Linked DNA regions of Mus musculus: region 2 is linked to region 1. Evidence: chromatin contacts called from public ChIA-PET data. All regions are on one chromosome and are shown on one strand. The core of a region is the stretch at or near the end of the contact, and the rest is flanking DNA. Distances in the headings are between cores, read along the strand shown.

What was found. ChIA-PET counts read pairs in DNA pulled down with a chosen protein or histone mark.
Region 2: a contact with region 1 is called in an H3K27ac ChIA-PET map of liver, with 11 times the contacts expected there. The contact joins two enhancer-like sites. A contact is called at or near these places in 8 of 39 promoter capture datasets (the 3T3-L1 cell line, the C10 cell line, embryonic stem cells and 3 more), 9 of 15 datasets of contacts at CTCF or cohesin (CD8 T cells, the NIH/3T3 cell line, embryonic stem cells and 3 more), 200 of 484 Hi-C or Micro-C datasets (the 3T3-L1 cell line, 3T3-L1-derived adipocytes, the AML12 cell line and 96 more), 28 of 115 datasets of contacts at active chromatin or transcription factors (the NIH/3T3 cell line, PVALB interneurons, T-cell acute lymphoblastic leukemia and 18 more) and 6 of 9 other capture datasets (adipose tissue, embryonic stem cells, embryonic tail and 3 more).

What each region holds. Positions count from the first base shown.
Region 1 is chr6:94,545,482-94,553,287 of GRCm38.p6, forward strand. The region is part of intron 5 of Slc25a26 (solute carrier family 25 (mitochondrial carrier, phosphate carrier), member 26); the gene reads left to right. Among named protein-coding and RNA genes, the nearest start is that of Slc25a26, 49 kb to the left of the region's middle. Within about 2 kb of position 3,665, at least 12 of the 459 cell types and tissues checked have an H3K27ac peak or open chromatin away from gene starts, as enhancers often do. A contact at or near this core is called in liver, where this site is marked.
Region 2 is chr6:94,996,228-95,004,033 of GRCm38.p6, forward strand. No RefSeq gene overlaps it. Among named protein-coding and RNA genes, the nearest start is that of 4930511E03Rik, 56 kb to the left of the region's middle. Within about 2 kb of position 3,309, at least 14 of the 459 cell types and tissues checked have an H3K27ac peak or open chromatin away from gene starts, as enhancers often do. A contact at or near this core is called in liver, where this site is marked.

The DNA of each region.
Region 1 (7,806 bases), core at 2,415-4,914:
CAAGGCCTGTACTTTTGGATGCTGTGTTGAAACATTAGCGTGTGGGATTTTTCCGTGGAAGAGAGGGTGTGATTTGCTCTGTGCTCCTCCCCAGCAGGGATACGGCTTAGCCTTCCAGATAAATGCATTTAGTTCTGTGGTGCACGTGGTATGCCTTGTTTTGACTGACAGGTCCTGTGACAGTTACCCAGTGTGTGGGGTGTCCGTTGATTTACCTTGTTGTTTGCTGAGAGCTTTTCTCCAACCCTTGCAGACACCGAGTTTAAACAGTGTCTGTAGTGTACACAGGGGTCTCTCTAATGAAGACCACAGCATCTCCTCAGACGCTGGAAGATCGTACACTGCATGTGCCTCCCCATGTCCCTCATGCTATGGAGCCACACATGTGGCGTGTCTGATGTTCTTAAGATTAGATTTGGGTTACTTTAGTTTGACTGTTTTTATACAGGCGCGACACAAATGGTAGTGTATGGCTGGCGGCAGGCAGTGCCCTGTTTAATCACTTGAGTAGGTGTTCCCCGATTTCCACATACAGATGATTCAGGTATTTGTTGTGAAGTGTTCCATGGGGTAATATTTTGAGGCTGTGTGACTCTCCTCTTCCCCAATAATCTTTCCCCTAATAGTTTTACCGTCTGCGATGCTCTTGCTTGGAACCCTTGTTCCATTGGTATTGCAAACTGATGATTTTCCTAATGCTGTCTTTTTCCTCGGAGTTTGTTAATTGGCATTCATCTGTGAAGAAGTTCTCCTCTTTTACCCCCAGATTTTAAAAAAACCATTATTTATCTTCACTGCAGTCTCATGAATTTATTTTTTTCTTTTTGGGTAACAGCTTTTTTGAGATATAATTCACATACCGTCAAATCCACTCATTTAAAGTGACACTTTAGTGGGTCTTAGTGTAGCCACAGGTAGGTGCTCCTGGTCACCACAGCCAGGGAATCCTTGTTCAATAATTATAATTATATTGTTTGGTGTGGTCAGTGGGAGCCTCTCCAGGCCTAAGTCTCTATTGTCACCGAGAACCTCCTCTCCTGTTGTCCCAAGCCATTGCAATCTTACCTAGCTGTACTGGTCCTTGGTTGATGTTGGTGGAAAGTGTATTTAGAAGCAATATCTGGATAATAGGTACATCATTGCATCTAAGCTCTCATTTGATGAGTGGAAAAAAATAGTTAAATGGGTTATTTATTCCTTGAGATAGTCCATAGAATGAGTAGGGACCTTGAGAAGTGCAAGCAGGTGCAGGTGTGAGCAGTCACTGGCCAGCATGTGACCCCCCCCCCCCTCCATGAACAGGGAGTAATGCTCTGACAAGAGTTCTAACAGGAGGAGGAGTGAGGAGTTGGGCAGGCTGATATTGGGAAGCATTCTAGTAAGTGCATAATTGCCTCCAGAATCTCTTGTAACTGGAATATTCTTTTCAAGTGGTACTAAACTCTGCACTTGAGGATCCTGCCTAGAATCACATACCCAGACCTTTTTGGAGCTGGAACTCCTTCCTATCCCATGTCTAACTCTAGACAGAAGTTAGAAGGGCAACACAGGTGAAGCTGAGGTTGAGTTGGTTTGCAAGGCTCTGAGCATTGGTCTCATGTGAACTGCAAGAAAGGGTCGCCTTGAAACAGTCAGTGCTGGATAGTAAAGATAAACACACATATGCAACACACACATACACATATAAATACATATACACATACACACACCAATAACAATTAAAGAAAAAAAGCATGAATTTGAGAGAGAGCAAGGAGGGGTAGATGGGGGTGTGATAGGGAAGGAAAGGGGGAAATGCTGTTATCATAATTTAAACAATTATTTTATGAAACACCACCTGATACTCATCCTCCTCACCTGTTCTTGGTGACACTGTGTGACATCCACTAGCCTGTGTACTGTGAGTGGTGACACTGTGTGATGTCCACTAAGCTGTGTACTGTGGGTTCTGGCTGAGTGCCAGAGGTAATAAGAATGATTGTAGCGTGCACTCCCTGAGGCTGATGTGTGGATATGAAGGGACGTCCTTTTGCTTGCTTTTGCTCGTGGCATCACTTAGAAGGTCTCGCCTCTCCTCACCCTGACTGCAAGTAAAAATAGCCCCATCCTTTTAGGGCACCTACTGCAGTTCCTCAGGGTGAGATGGTGCTAGATGTGGGCTGCAAACACTGAGTAAATACAGGAATGTCCCATGCAAACCAATATAATAACCCCAGGTAGTTCATTTCCCATTTCCCATCTTAGAGAATAGCAAATAGGCCTCACCTCATGGTGAGACTTTTTAGGCATTGCTCAATATATATGACTTTGTCAAGTTGAAGTGGCCCCTGTATTTTCTCTAACTTGCTTGTGTGTGTCTGAAAAAGCCTGTTATTTATATTCCATTTCTTAAAATAAAAAATTGGAGCCATCAAAATTGGCAAGCGTTAAGCATGCTAATTAGTTCAATGTACTGACCAATTCTCTGAATTATTAGTTCAAAGGAGCGTGTGGACAGGGATGAAATTAGATTTAGGCGTTTTTCACTCTGGTTGTTTTAGGATCCTCGGGGTTGCTTTGATCTGTAAATAACAGCTGTTTCTTCATGCATGGTTCAGGGTACATGAAACACGTTCCAAGCTGTTTCTCAGACTTGGGACTCATCATTATGATCCTAAACTGGACATGCACACTGTAACTGTAGCTCCTATAGAAATGCCAGCTTGAATTTGGGAACAGAAGTGAACGGATTTTATTCTTTATTTTGTGTTATAGCATAGTTACAAGGTACCACATAAAGTTTGCTCACTAACTACCAAAATATACTGACTTCCTAAATATCACTTTTCATTCTAAAAGCTGAGAAAGCTGTGAACACATATAGATTATGTTTGTACCTGTGCATGTTTATAATTTTATAAACACATAGAAAGTTATTCATATATATGTGTGTGTGTGTGTGTGTGTGTGTGTACATACATACATACATATAACTAAATATTTTAGACATCTGCTTTGTGAAGATTACCATGCTTGTCTTGCTTGGTAAGTATTTATTTAAATTTAAGAATTATTTGATAACTAGAATTAAAAATCACACCTAGGCTACTTCACTTCAGTACACAAAAGTGTATTTTGCTTAGTTATCATGACTTGTATGTCTGTGGTCCATGTGAGAAGGGGTTAGAACTGGGAGGATTGCTTTAAGGAAGGGCAGGAAGTGAATGGGAGAGAGTGAGAGGGAAGCAAGGCTCAGTCCAGCTGCTATGGTGTGCAGCGAAGCCAGGTGACAGGAATGCAGCAAGTGACCTCTGCAGCCTTCCATTTACACATAATCCTAGAAACGATAGGGGCTGCGGAGCTGAGAGCAGTTAAGAGCGCACTGCTCTTTCTGAGGACATGTGTTCATTTCCTTCACCCTCTGCTGACACCTGCACACCTGGGACACATCTACATACACATAATTAAAAAATAAAATAGAATCTTAAAAAAATGGAAATTGTCATGTCTCAGGTTAATTTTAGAAGTGAGATCTCATTTTATTTAGTAAAGCCTTTCTGTTCATTACAAACTCTGCAGGATTTAACAGTGCGTTCCATTTGTGGCTTTTCTTTACTGTTCACTGTGTCAAACATCAGGAAGCAGAGTCCACGCGCTGCAGTGATGTAATCTGCTGTCTGTGGCCTCCCAGAGATGTCCAGTCATCCGGACATTGGTCGTGTCAATTTTAAGATGGTAAGCTGTAACTTGTCTTTGTAGTAACGCTGTAGGCACATACATAGCACTCTCGAGTGCCCCGCTGCCTTCACACTGCAGTGCGGAGTGTGGTAGTGTTGGGACTGTGTGGTCCATAGAGCCTGAGCTCCTTATCCGGCTCAGTTAGAAAGTTTGCAGAGACCTGGACTCAATAATCTCCAAAGTACCTGCTGTGCCTTGAGTGGGTTTCCTTTTTGGTAGAACCCCTCCTTAGTTCCAGGGCCCAAAGGTCTTTGCCATTGCCAGAGGAAATGCCCATCTCCAGGTGTGGAGCCTGGGCCCGCAGCATCACCATTACCTGGGGACTTGGCAGACATATAAGTCCTTAGCTTTTGCCCCAGACTTGTGAATCTGGAACTCGGGGGATGGGATCAAGAGTTTGCGTTTTATCCCCTGCAGGTGACCCTGAGCCTACTGTGAGAACAGCTGGATCTAAGACACTGAGCTCAGGGAAGAGATTCCCCTGTGGGGTAGAGGCTCACCTGGTGCTTACAGGGCTCTGTGCCATCCAGTTCCCAGCAGAGCAAAACAAACAGCAACCAAGGCGAATCCCAAACAAGCCAGAAATGAAGGAGCAGGGGTTATAGTTAGGGTTAGGGTCAGGGTTGTAACAGAGCTGGGTGTTCTGTTTTGAAATAAAGAAATGTTGGATAACATTGCTGGAACTCGGGAGACAGTTTTTTCATCTTTAGCAACGTTTCTGTCATGAATTGCCGGTTTTTAACAAAATTCCTGGGGCCTGTGTCATCTTGCACAGGTTTTTCCTTCACACGCGAGTGTGTGGATTGTTTTGATGTTTTCATGTTTGCGAGCCAGGCACTTGGCTCACACTCAGCCCTACCCTCTCTTGTCACCTTGTGGCTGTTAATGGACAGCAAACATGGTTACCTTCTTCATGAAGTTTTCTCTCCCCCTTCCCCCCAATCTTGGTAGTAGGCTACTTAGAATTATTTTAAAGCTAAATGATTTTAAATAGTTTTCAAGATAAAAGAATTACATGAGGAATTATTTTGATTTTACAGAAAATACTTGGAAAAAAGAACATTTAGCCAGCCTTCCTGCTGTGGCTGGATTTCTTACTATTTTGAGAAGGACCCCGTGGAATGGACTTTTTCCTCAGTGCTAAAACCCAGCAGAAATGTGTTCTCCTCAGATGCGGCTCAGGGAGAGGGGAGAAGAATTGCACATGTCAGGAAAGCGCCCCAGGATGGCATTGTTGTGTGGAGCATTGCTTTCATCTCTGAGATATCTCACACCTGCTTCATTTGGCACAGTGTTCCCAACAACCAGCAGACAGCCTGCCAGCCCAACCCCAGGCTTGCGGAAGCTAACAAGGAGCCATAGCAAGCACCAGTGCTGTCGAAAAGCCCAGGGTACACAAACTTTTAGGTACTTTTTACTTTATTGAAAACAGGCTCCCGTGTGTGTGTGTGTGTGTGTGTGTGTGTGTGTACATGACTGTACATAAACACACATGCTATCTGGAAGTGTATGCCTATGTGACCTCATGTGTGCATACTTAGGCACTCTCTACACTGTTGTATATTCCAAGTGATAATAGTCCTTTGCAAGTGTTTCTAAGACCCATGTGAACCGCCTGTCACTAGACTTCCATAGGCTGTGTGGTACACTAGTTGCCTGAGTCTTCTTTCTCAGTATCCAGTGTGAAGGGAGGTACACAGGTGTGGCGGGCATGGGCTCACATAGGCAGTGAGAATGACTATGTTAGATCCTCTGGACTGCTTTTCTTCTAAGGACCTGATTTGGACTTTTAGACTGCAGTGCTTGTGCCATACTGTTTATTGGACAGTGTGCTTATTTAAATGTCATCATAGCTGTTTGTGAAAGTCCTGGAGAGGTTTCCTCGTGCTGGTAGATTCCGGAAAGGGACTGTTTATTTGCTTCGCTTTTTCTGAGGATGGAATCGGACTTTTTTCACATTTTATCGATGACCCATTGGCTATCCCCAAGCCAGCTCCAGTTAACAATAATCGTATTTAATATTTAATAAATTGCCAGGCTTTGGAGCCATCTGGAACTTTATTTTCTCTGCACGCAGCATCTGAGTTTCAGCTGTTAGCCTTTCTCCTTTGCTCTGGGAAGGGTCAATTGCTTTTAAAGTCTTTGATGCTTGCTGTGTCAGCCCTTTTCATATTTTCAAAATGCCCGTGTAAAAGGGCTTTTCATCCATTCATGCTGATAATTCTTTTGAACTTGAGGTTTGAACCAAACTAATCAAATTTAATTATAGCTCAAATCCTGTTACAGTGAACTACAGTAGACTTCCAGGCTGTTTTTTTTTCTTTCTTTCTTTCTTTTTTTTTTTTTTTTTTTTTTTTTATGTTACACTGGAATTCAGCCATTACCAATATTACATTAAGCAACCAGGCCATTGACCACAGTGTGAAAGACCCTTTGCAGTGACCAGGCTTTTGTTACATTGACATGGTAATATGATTTGAACCTTTTTCTTTTTAAAGGAAATCAGGAATTAGTCACAAGCAAATTTTCTTTATTTGCATAATTATGTAATCTCCTCATATCATACTTAGTGGTTTCAACAGTTAGCACCCAGCATTAAAATCTGAGAACTACTTCCTTTATTTTCTTTTATATTTTTGGTTTGGGAATTCTGGGTTGTTAACTTCCTCCATTATCTGCTCCATATCAAACTAGATTGACTGGCTACTGTGTTGGGAGTCCGAGGACTCCGCTCTGCTCTCTTTCCATTTGCCAGTTGTTTTTAGGTGTGTTTGATCTACAATAGCGAGGGACTTGAACTGTACTTAGTGTGGTGTTTGAATGAGTTCTCCAGGTGGTGGAATTGTTTGGAAAGGACCAGGGGGTGTGGCCTCCTGGAGGATGAAAGGGATTTTCTTAGAGAAGGCCTTGGCTTTGTTGTTGCTCATGCTTATTTTTATTGTTCTTAAGATCTAAAACTCAGTAAGGGTTTCCATCTGTCCCTTTGGGGATGGCACCATGGCTTGTGCCGTGTCCCAGTGTTCTGAAAAAGAGTGCCTTTCCTATTTCATTAAAAACCTATCTGGGACAGTAGCATTTACTGGAGAGAAAATGGAAGAAGTCTGATACCACTGTGAACTAACGGAGCAGGACTTGTGCTGACATGCCTGATGCTGCCGTGATTGCTGGCCAGCATGCATGCTTCCACTGTAGTGTCCTGTTGGTCCCATCTCTGCCTCCATGGGTGTTGGGGGCTTTCCCCAGCACTGTGTAGATTTTATTTTACAATTCACTTCTGGATTTCTAAGCATATTTGGGGATAATGGCAATTTAAAATACTCTAAGTTTCTTTTCATCTGTAAGTAAAAGCCTCTCCAGGTTTAGTATTGGATCAATCTTAAGGTGCAAGAATCAAATGGCAGATTTACTCTCTCCTCAGGATATTTAAATCTGAAATGTACAGTAGAGCTTATTTTTAGAAGAGAAAAAGAAAAGCGAAAATCAGTACTCTTGGTAAGGTGGAAACTGACTTATTTTGAAATTTTTCCTCAAAATTGCCACTTTCTGTGAGTCAGTCATGGCCCTGCCTTTTGTTTTAAAGTGAGTGTGAAGTTAGTGTGTATACTGGCTGGTTTTGTATGCCAACTTGACACAGGCTGGAGTTATCACAGAGAAAGGAGCTTCAGTTGGGGAAATGCCTCCATGAGATCAGCTGTGGGGCATTTTCTCAATTAGTGATCAAGGTGGGAGGACCCCTTGTGGGTGGTGCCATCCCTGGTCTGGTAGTCTTGGGTTCTTAAGAAAGTAAGCTGAGCAAGCTAGAGGAAGCAAGCCAGGAAGTAACATCCCTCCATGGCCTCTGCATCAGCTCCTGCTTCCTGACCTGCTTTCGTTTCAAGCCTGACTTCCTTTGGTGATGAACAGCAGTATGGAAGTGTAAGTTGAATAAACCCTTTCCTCCCCAACTTGCTTCTTGGTCATGATGTTTGTGTAGGAATAGAAATCCTGACTAAGACAGTGTTTATGCTAGGTACTTTGAAATTTGAGCTTTGCTCTGAGCGGCAGTAGATTCAAATCTTAGCTTAGCTCTAGGGTTGTTGGCTGCATCTC
Region 2 (7,806 bases), core at 2,059-4,558, 450 kb after region 1:
TTTTTTTTTGCTGTTTCCTTCTTTACAGTCTGGTCCTCACCGACTTTTACCCACTGAGAAAGAATCAGAGACATCTATTTTCTTCCTGCCCTGTAGTGAGAGAGCAGAGGTCTTTTCCTTGCTTGTAAACAGAAGCTTTTTTTCCCCCTTTCTGTCATTCTTTAGGGCTCCTGAATATCCTTTTGAACTGTGAAGCCAGAGAAGGTTGTGACAAAGGGACTTTCCCTCTAAAATAATGGATTACAGACACCGGAGGCCCAACATCATCAACCTAGGGGAAGGGTGCAGGCAAGAGAAGCTGCTGCGGCCTCAGACCTCTCTGAGCACAGCACAAGCCAGCAGGCAGTGGGAAAGGCAGCATCCTATCTCAGAAGTTTGAAAAGGTGGGCCAGGTTGGGAGGACGTACTCATTCCCTAGCAGCAATACACTGTCCAAAAATAACCTGTGCCCGCTGTGCCCTTTCTCATCCTGGTGCCCTTTGTACCCAAGTTCACCCACTGACATTTTCCTCTCACTAATATTCAGAGCTTAGCCTGTTAGTTTTTTTTTTAAGACTTATTTTTATTTAAGCATGGATGTGTGTGTTTGTGTGAGTATATGGTAGTGTGTGCAAAGGCCCGAAAAAGGTGTTACATATCCCCAAAGCTGGAAATACAGGTGACTGTGAGCCACACGTGGGTGCTAGGAACTGAACTTGGTCATCTGAACGAGCAGCAAACACATTTAACTGTAGTCAGCAGAGCTAGATAGTCAACATTTAAAATGATTGTTTCTACCTTGAACGTGGAACCTTTATGCCTTGTCCAAAGGAGAGTGGAAAGTCCTGGGTACTGCAGCCCAGTACAAGAGCCCCAGGTCTGAAACACCATTACTGCATGTGTGGGACTAAGGAAAGACAAACACTATGACAGCCACACTGTGTCTTGAGATGAAGGAGAGTTTAGAGAAATCTATCTCTACAGGGTTCATTTGCTAAATGGCCTCCTGAAGTTCATAGTGGTCAATACAGACCCTAAAATCTGAGATGGAATATGTCAGTCAGCTGCAACCCACATGCTCTCCAGTACTCAAGTTAGAGTCTGGGCCGTGGTTTAACATCTAGTGGTAGGAACACTCTCTGTATTTCAGTGATTTTTTTTTTTCTGGGCAGATCCTTCAATGTCACAACAATGCTTCTTTAAAATTAGACTCCCTTTTGGATGTCAGTCAGGCAGTGAATGAGTTAGTCAAGTACTAGGCAGAGCCCTGAAATTATAGCTCTGGACCTTTAGAACTTTCTTCTTTTGTATACTGTTATAGGCATGTAGGGTGCCATGGTTCTTCACGGAGCCTGTATGTTTGCACAGGGTCTGTATGGCACACACTTAGCACCCTCAGTTACTCATGTCCTGTGATGGTGTGTTGAGAGGGGAGGGATAGGAACTAAAAGGATAAAAACGCTATGGGGTTTCACAGGGTTACATTACACTAGAGCTGGGCAGAAGGCGTCGTAGCAACTACATGGCTCAATCTAATTCCACTTGGGTCTAGAGATGGTTAAAAAAAAATCCTCCTAATGTCACCGGCGTGGTGGCGCACGCCTTTAATCCCAGCACTTGGGAGGCAGAGGCAGGCGGATTTCTGAGTTCGAGGCCAGCCTGGTCTACAGAGTGAGTTCCAGGACAGCCAGGGCTACACAGAGAAACCCTGTCTCGAAAAACAAAACAACAACAACAACAACAAATCCTCCTAATGATACACATCGAGTCAGTGCTTGAGCCAAGGCTTGACCTGTGTCTTCTGACTTCAAATCCACTCCTCTTAGACTAGTGTAATGTAGTTTCAAATAGTTTTAATTATTTGGGTGTGTGTGTGTGTGTGAGAGAGAGAGAGAGAGAGAGAGAAGGAGAGAGAGAGGGGGGAGGCAGAGAGGGAGGGAGAGGGAAAGCGGAGGGGGGGGGAAGAGGGAGGGAAGGAGGGAGGGAGAGAGAGAGAGAGAGAGAAGGAGAGAGAGAGAGAGAGAGAGAGAGAGAGAGAGAGAGAGAGAGAGAGGAGGCAGAGGGGGAGGAGAGGTGGAGGTGGAGGGGAAGAGGGAGGGAGCATGCATGGCCCTGTTTTGCTGGCATGTATGGCCATGCACCGTGTATGCAGTGGTGTCTGAGGAGGCCAGAAAGAGCACTGGATCCCTTAGCACTGAATTTATAGTTAGTTGTGAGACACCATGTAGGTGCTAGGAATTGGGTTCACCCTCGTCTTCTGGAAAAGCAGCTAGTGTTTTAACTGTTAAGCCATCTCTCCAGTCTTTAGACTTACTATTTCAGCTAAGAAACTCCCATGGCCTTGGTTGCTAATGTTGTAATAGTTGGGGTTAGTAGCTCTAGGATAATACCTCCTCATGGTTCAGCAAACAGAATCGTTCACTCCTGCAAGGTCAAAGGCAAGTCAATGAGGATTTGCTCTGTTCAGTTAGGGAATCAGGCTCTCTTCATGGAAACAGGTGGCTTCAGGTCACAACAGCAGTGAGGAGAATGGAGACTAGCCCTGGTTCTTAGATGTTGGTTCTTACTTCCATACGCATTTCCTAGGCTGGGAATAGTTATACAGTTCCATTTTACCAAAGGGAAAAGAATAGCAAATTTTTGTTTCTCGGACCACACTCCCACAAACATGGGTGTAGCACAAGGGCATTCTGGGTCATTAGAAGACAAGACTCTAACACATAATCTCATTACTTGAGTCACACTGAAGTATGAAAGGCAGGCAGAACATACTAGTGGCTTATGAATTCACCTCCCTTATAGCAATCAATTAAAATACAAAGGCAGACCTCATGAACGTAATGATCCAAAAATACTGACCACCTGCTTTGGCTATAAAGTTTCCCAGATTGGAAGTTGAAATTGGATTTTTTTTTTCCTTTCCAGGGCATTTTGTAGGCGTCTATTGGCTCAGTGTCAGAATAGCTGGACCTCCAATAAAATGAATACAAATATTTGTGAGGTTCATTGCCTGCCGCTTGGCAGCAGGTCAGAGCTGGCCCCTAGAGAACACGTGCTCTGCAGGCACGTGGCAAGTCTGACTTGCATGGTTCAGTGAGCCAATGGGGACTGTCACTCTGGAAAAATCCACAAAGTTTAGCCCCCATTAAATCATATTGACAGCTTCTTGTTTCCCTGTTTGTCGTATTTAAGACACAGCATTTCTTGATTCCTATGGTGGTTAATCTTGTCAACTTGACAGGAGGTGAAATTACTTTGGTACCCTAAAAAGAGGTGGCACTATTCCACGGGCTGAGCTCTGAAACTGAACAGAGAGAGAGCAAACATTCATCGATGTGTGTATGTGGACTGCACATACAGTGTGACAAGCCATTTCCCCAGTTCTTGCTGCCCTCACCATGGACACACACACACAAACACACACACACACACACACACATACACACACACACACACACACACGTGCTGTAGCCTTCTTTGTAAGAATGTCTCAAGTTCTAATGTGAAAATACCCAGGGACGGTAGGAAAGTGCTGATTCTTATCTCAAGGGCTGGCCTAGGTCCTACAAGCCTGTTTCCCCAGTTCAGCTGCTGAAGTCTTTAAGAACTGCCCCAGAGCTACTGTTTCTGTCTTGCCCCTTTAGCCTTGAGCACTTTCTTTGCAGCTGGGCTTTCTAAAAACCAGAGATGTGAAGATACAAAAGCCTGGCCCGCCAGCATCAGTGAGACAAAATCGTAGCATAGTGAGTTTCTGCCTCCTAATTCCCTAGTAGAGAGGTTTATGCCTGAGGGAGGCTTTGTCTGGAATCTCGTTTTTTTCCTCTACCTTCCCCTCTCATAAAGATTTCTCCAGAGACAGCTGCTTTGTCTTTCCCAGGAAACCTTGCCTTGGGATTCTGGAAGACCTGTGCAACAAACACATTCTCAGGCCACATTTTGGGAAACAGATCTAAGAGTGATGCAGAAGAGCTTAAGCAAGATGGTGCTGGACTTTGGGTCAAATAGACCAGGCTTCAAACAATGTGATGCCCAGTTCAAGCTAGGCTCAGATAAATGCTCTTTAGCAATATTAACTCATTATACATTCATGATAACTTTGAAAGAAGAAAGCTCTGTTTTGCAAAAAGAACTGAGAGATCAAACGAAGCATTCAAAGCAATCCAGTTTAAAAGTAGCAAAGCTGGGGACCGAGTCTCCTTATTCTGGGTCCACAGTAGTGAGTTCAATTGGTAAATGGCTAGTTTCTGCTTTTGTAACAGCAGGCTGTCATTTTCCTGACCTTCAATTCCTGATGTATAAAACAGGGAATGTAAATAGCTACCTTCAGAATTACTCAAGGATTAAATGAGGTAGTTATATTAAGTGCCCAGTAAGGAGCTGAGCAAATGCTGGGTGTATTGCTCAGCACATTCAACTCATTTCTTTGGTACTCGGTAGCATGTGAACCTCACCTCTGCCACTGAGAAGTCAGATTTCAAAGACAACTGGTCGACCAGTTCTTTGGTTCCCAGCCTCAGTTCAAGCCTGTTCACTTCTAGAGAGATGGAACGCTTTGACCATTCTTGTAACCCTATTAGATGAGGTTTCTGACCCTTTACTAGAGGAGGTTAATTGAGTCCAAGTTAAGTCCAGGCATGCTAACATTTCTCTCTTCAAAAGATGATGGGTGGTACCTGAAATAGGAGGGGGAAAAATTCCTGAAGGACAGCATGCAGGCCCCAGAAACATAGCAATGTCCCTGAGAAGAACAGAAATCAGTTTCTACTTTTTCTTGCGTTCAGCATGTGTATGCTCTCTCTTATTTTCTATACCTGACTTCTGTCATATTGGTATTTATACTTAACTCCAGCTGCCCCTTTTGACTTGCTTCTTAATTGTCTCCCATAGAAGAATTGATCTTAAATAACACAAACACAATAAGGTACTTTTTAACATAGAACAGCTAGTTTATAGAAAAGATGCAATAAAAAAAGCAGGTGTTATCGCCCTCCTTCCAAGGTTCAGAGATCATCATAGGAGAGGGCATGAAAAGATTGCTAAGAGCCAGAGGTCAGAGCAAAACTGAGTACAACATGGCAGAGCTGCTGCACTCAAGAACCTACAGGGGCTGTGGTTGCCTGCATAAGATCTGCATAAAAGCAAGCCAATCAATACTCCACCATGTAAAGGAGGGAGGGGAAACACACAAACTCTAGCCTCTAGATGAGGAGCTATTGACAGTTAATAGCTAATAGATGATGGAGATGCAGTTTTCTTTAGGGGCCTAGCTCATGATAGGTCAACCATGCTCAGAGGATGGAACCATACCCACTCATCTGTGCGCAGTACAAACTGGACTCAGTTAAAAGAAAATATGAATTGGGAGGGAGTTAGGGGCTAGACCTAGGAGGAGTTAGAGGGAGGAGAATATGATCAAAATACATTGTATGTATGTATCAAATTCTCAAAGAATAAAAAGTATATTAATAAAATGGGAGACGGGAAGTGGGTAGTGACTTGGCCTGGCATTAGAAAAATAAAAACAATTCTCATCCCTAGGGCTGAAGATAAGGTGCCAACAAGAGTCTCAGTACCAGGTTCCAGGACCCATGGCCTCCTGGGTAGGATGAGACAAGAGGATGATTTCTAAAGTGGGTTGGGGAGCTTCCTCCTACCATGGCCTGATGGAACCTGAGGGACAGAATTTGTAGAAATAGATTCTGTGTTCAACAGTGGATCAAAGGAAAGATGGTGCCTTGGCTAGGTTTTACATCAAGTTAACAAAGGCTATAGTCATTTTGGAAGAGGGAACCTCAATTGAGAAAATGCCCCCACCAGAATAGCCTGTGGTACATTTTTTTTTTTTTGGATTACTGATTGATATGGGTGAACCCATCCCACAGGGAGTAGACCCACCCCTGCCTTGGTGGCCCTGGATGATATTAGAAAGCCAGATGAGTATGCCAGGAGGAGCAAGCCAACAGGCAGCACTTCCCGATGACCTCCGCATCAGTTCCTACCTCCAGGCTCTTGTCCTGTTTGAGCTGTGGCATGACTTCCCTGGGTTGTGGACTGCAGTGTCCAAGTGTAAGCTGAAATAAACCCTTCCCTCCCCAAGTTGTTTTTGGTCATGGTATTTTATCACAGAAATAGAAAAGTAACAAGACAGATAGATGGTGAATAGGTATCTGAACTAAATTTATGAGAAATAACTTCTGGGACAGGCACGCCATGGAAATTCTTGCCAGTCATCCAATCTAAATAGGAGAATAATTCAACTGAAACATCAACTAATAGAAATACTGATTTACTAGCCTATGAAAGCCAATGAAGTTCTGCTTTGTGTCAGACTAGAATCAGAGACCCTCTAAGAGTTTTATCATCCTATGATTTACTCCCAAGGTTCTGTGAGTCAAAGAAGGATTTTCCTTGAAAGACTAGATTAAGTTTTAAAGCTGACCCACATCCTGATGTGTGGATAACTGTCAGGAAACTGAAATGCAATCACTGCTTTGAGAAGCAATTTTATAAAGACAGTGATTATAAAGACACTGACTACTAATAGCAAGAAAAATTTCTATTAAGTATGCTATTAAGAAAAATTTAACATTATATACAAGTAGAATAATTCTTATTTTTGACAATTATGCCATTAAGTAATTGTTTAACATCAAGTCTTCATATTTTTGTGTCAGGTACTTTTTATAGACTGTGTCCTCCCAGGCCCAACAGCATTTTTCAAATGGTACACTATTGATACTGAATTACTCTTTGTCAGGAGAGATGTCTTATATACTATAATATATTTAGCACCATTTTCAGCTTCAACCCTTTTGATGTACCATTCATGCAATTAGGATCACTAAAACTGTCTCCAAACAATGTAACGTGTCCACTAGGCAGTGATACATTGTTGCCCTTTGAGTCTCCAGAATAAAGGCTTTAGTCCCTCACCAAGGGCCCAGTCCTGAGTTCCTCACTGGGTTTAAATAAAAAGAATCTCACAGAGCTTCAATTGCTTGCCCAAACATCAGCAGACAATCTAGACCATTCAGGGCTCCAAGGCAGGACAATCTCTAACAATCTTCGTTCTTAACTCCATCACTGGCTGCTTCTCCTGGCTAACTCCTTTTCTCTGAGCTTCTGAGAATATTTGTGGCTGGCTTTTGTCTAACTTGAGAGAAGTAGCAGGGAGAGAAGCTGTCATCTTTGGGATCTGAGTCATAGCAAGAAACTAATCCAGTTTCTGATGAAACAGTAGAATTTTGAAAATGTAAAATGTTCCGAGCGCACCTGCTCCACAAAGTTCTGTTTGGACATCCAAGCCTTTAAAGGCCGACTTGCCAGCATCTGATTCACTCCGGGTGAAGGGAGCATGTCCTGAAAAACTGATGCTGACCGAGACTTCTGTCTCTATAATGTGCCACTGCGGTTAGTGACCAAGTTCAAGTTTGTGCAGCCAAGGTCAAGGGACAGGGAGGAGTAGTCATGCAACCAGCACTACAGAGGAATGATTTATTGCATTCACAAAAGAGAATTCTTGACATTTTGAAAAAGCAAAGTCGTGCAGGAGTAATTAAACCAAAGGTACATGGTGAACAATTGATTAGCATTGTCAGGGAGACCTGATTAGCTCAGACGTTTCCAGAATCGATTTTGTCAGCTCTGAGTTAAAGGTTAGTAATTAAATTCATGGGCCATGGCTGCTGTCTCCAGGTGGCATTTTGCACAGTAGCATTTGTGTGCTGCCAGGACACAGTAATGAAGCCAACTCCAGTTGCCTGTTTGCTAACAGCCTCTGGTAAAAGTGTCTCTTCAGGGACACAAGGAAAAACAATGCTGAGTCAA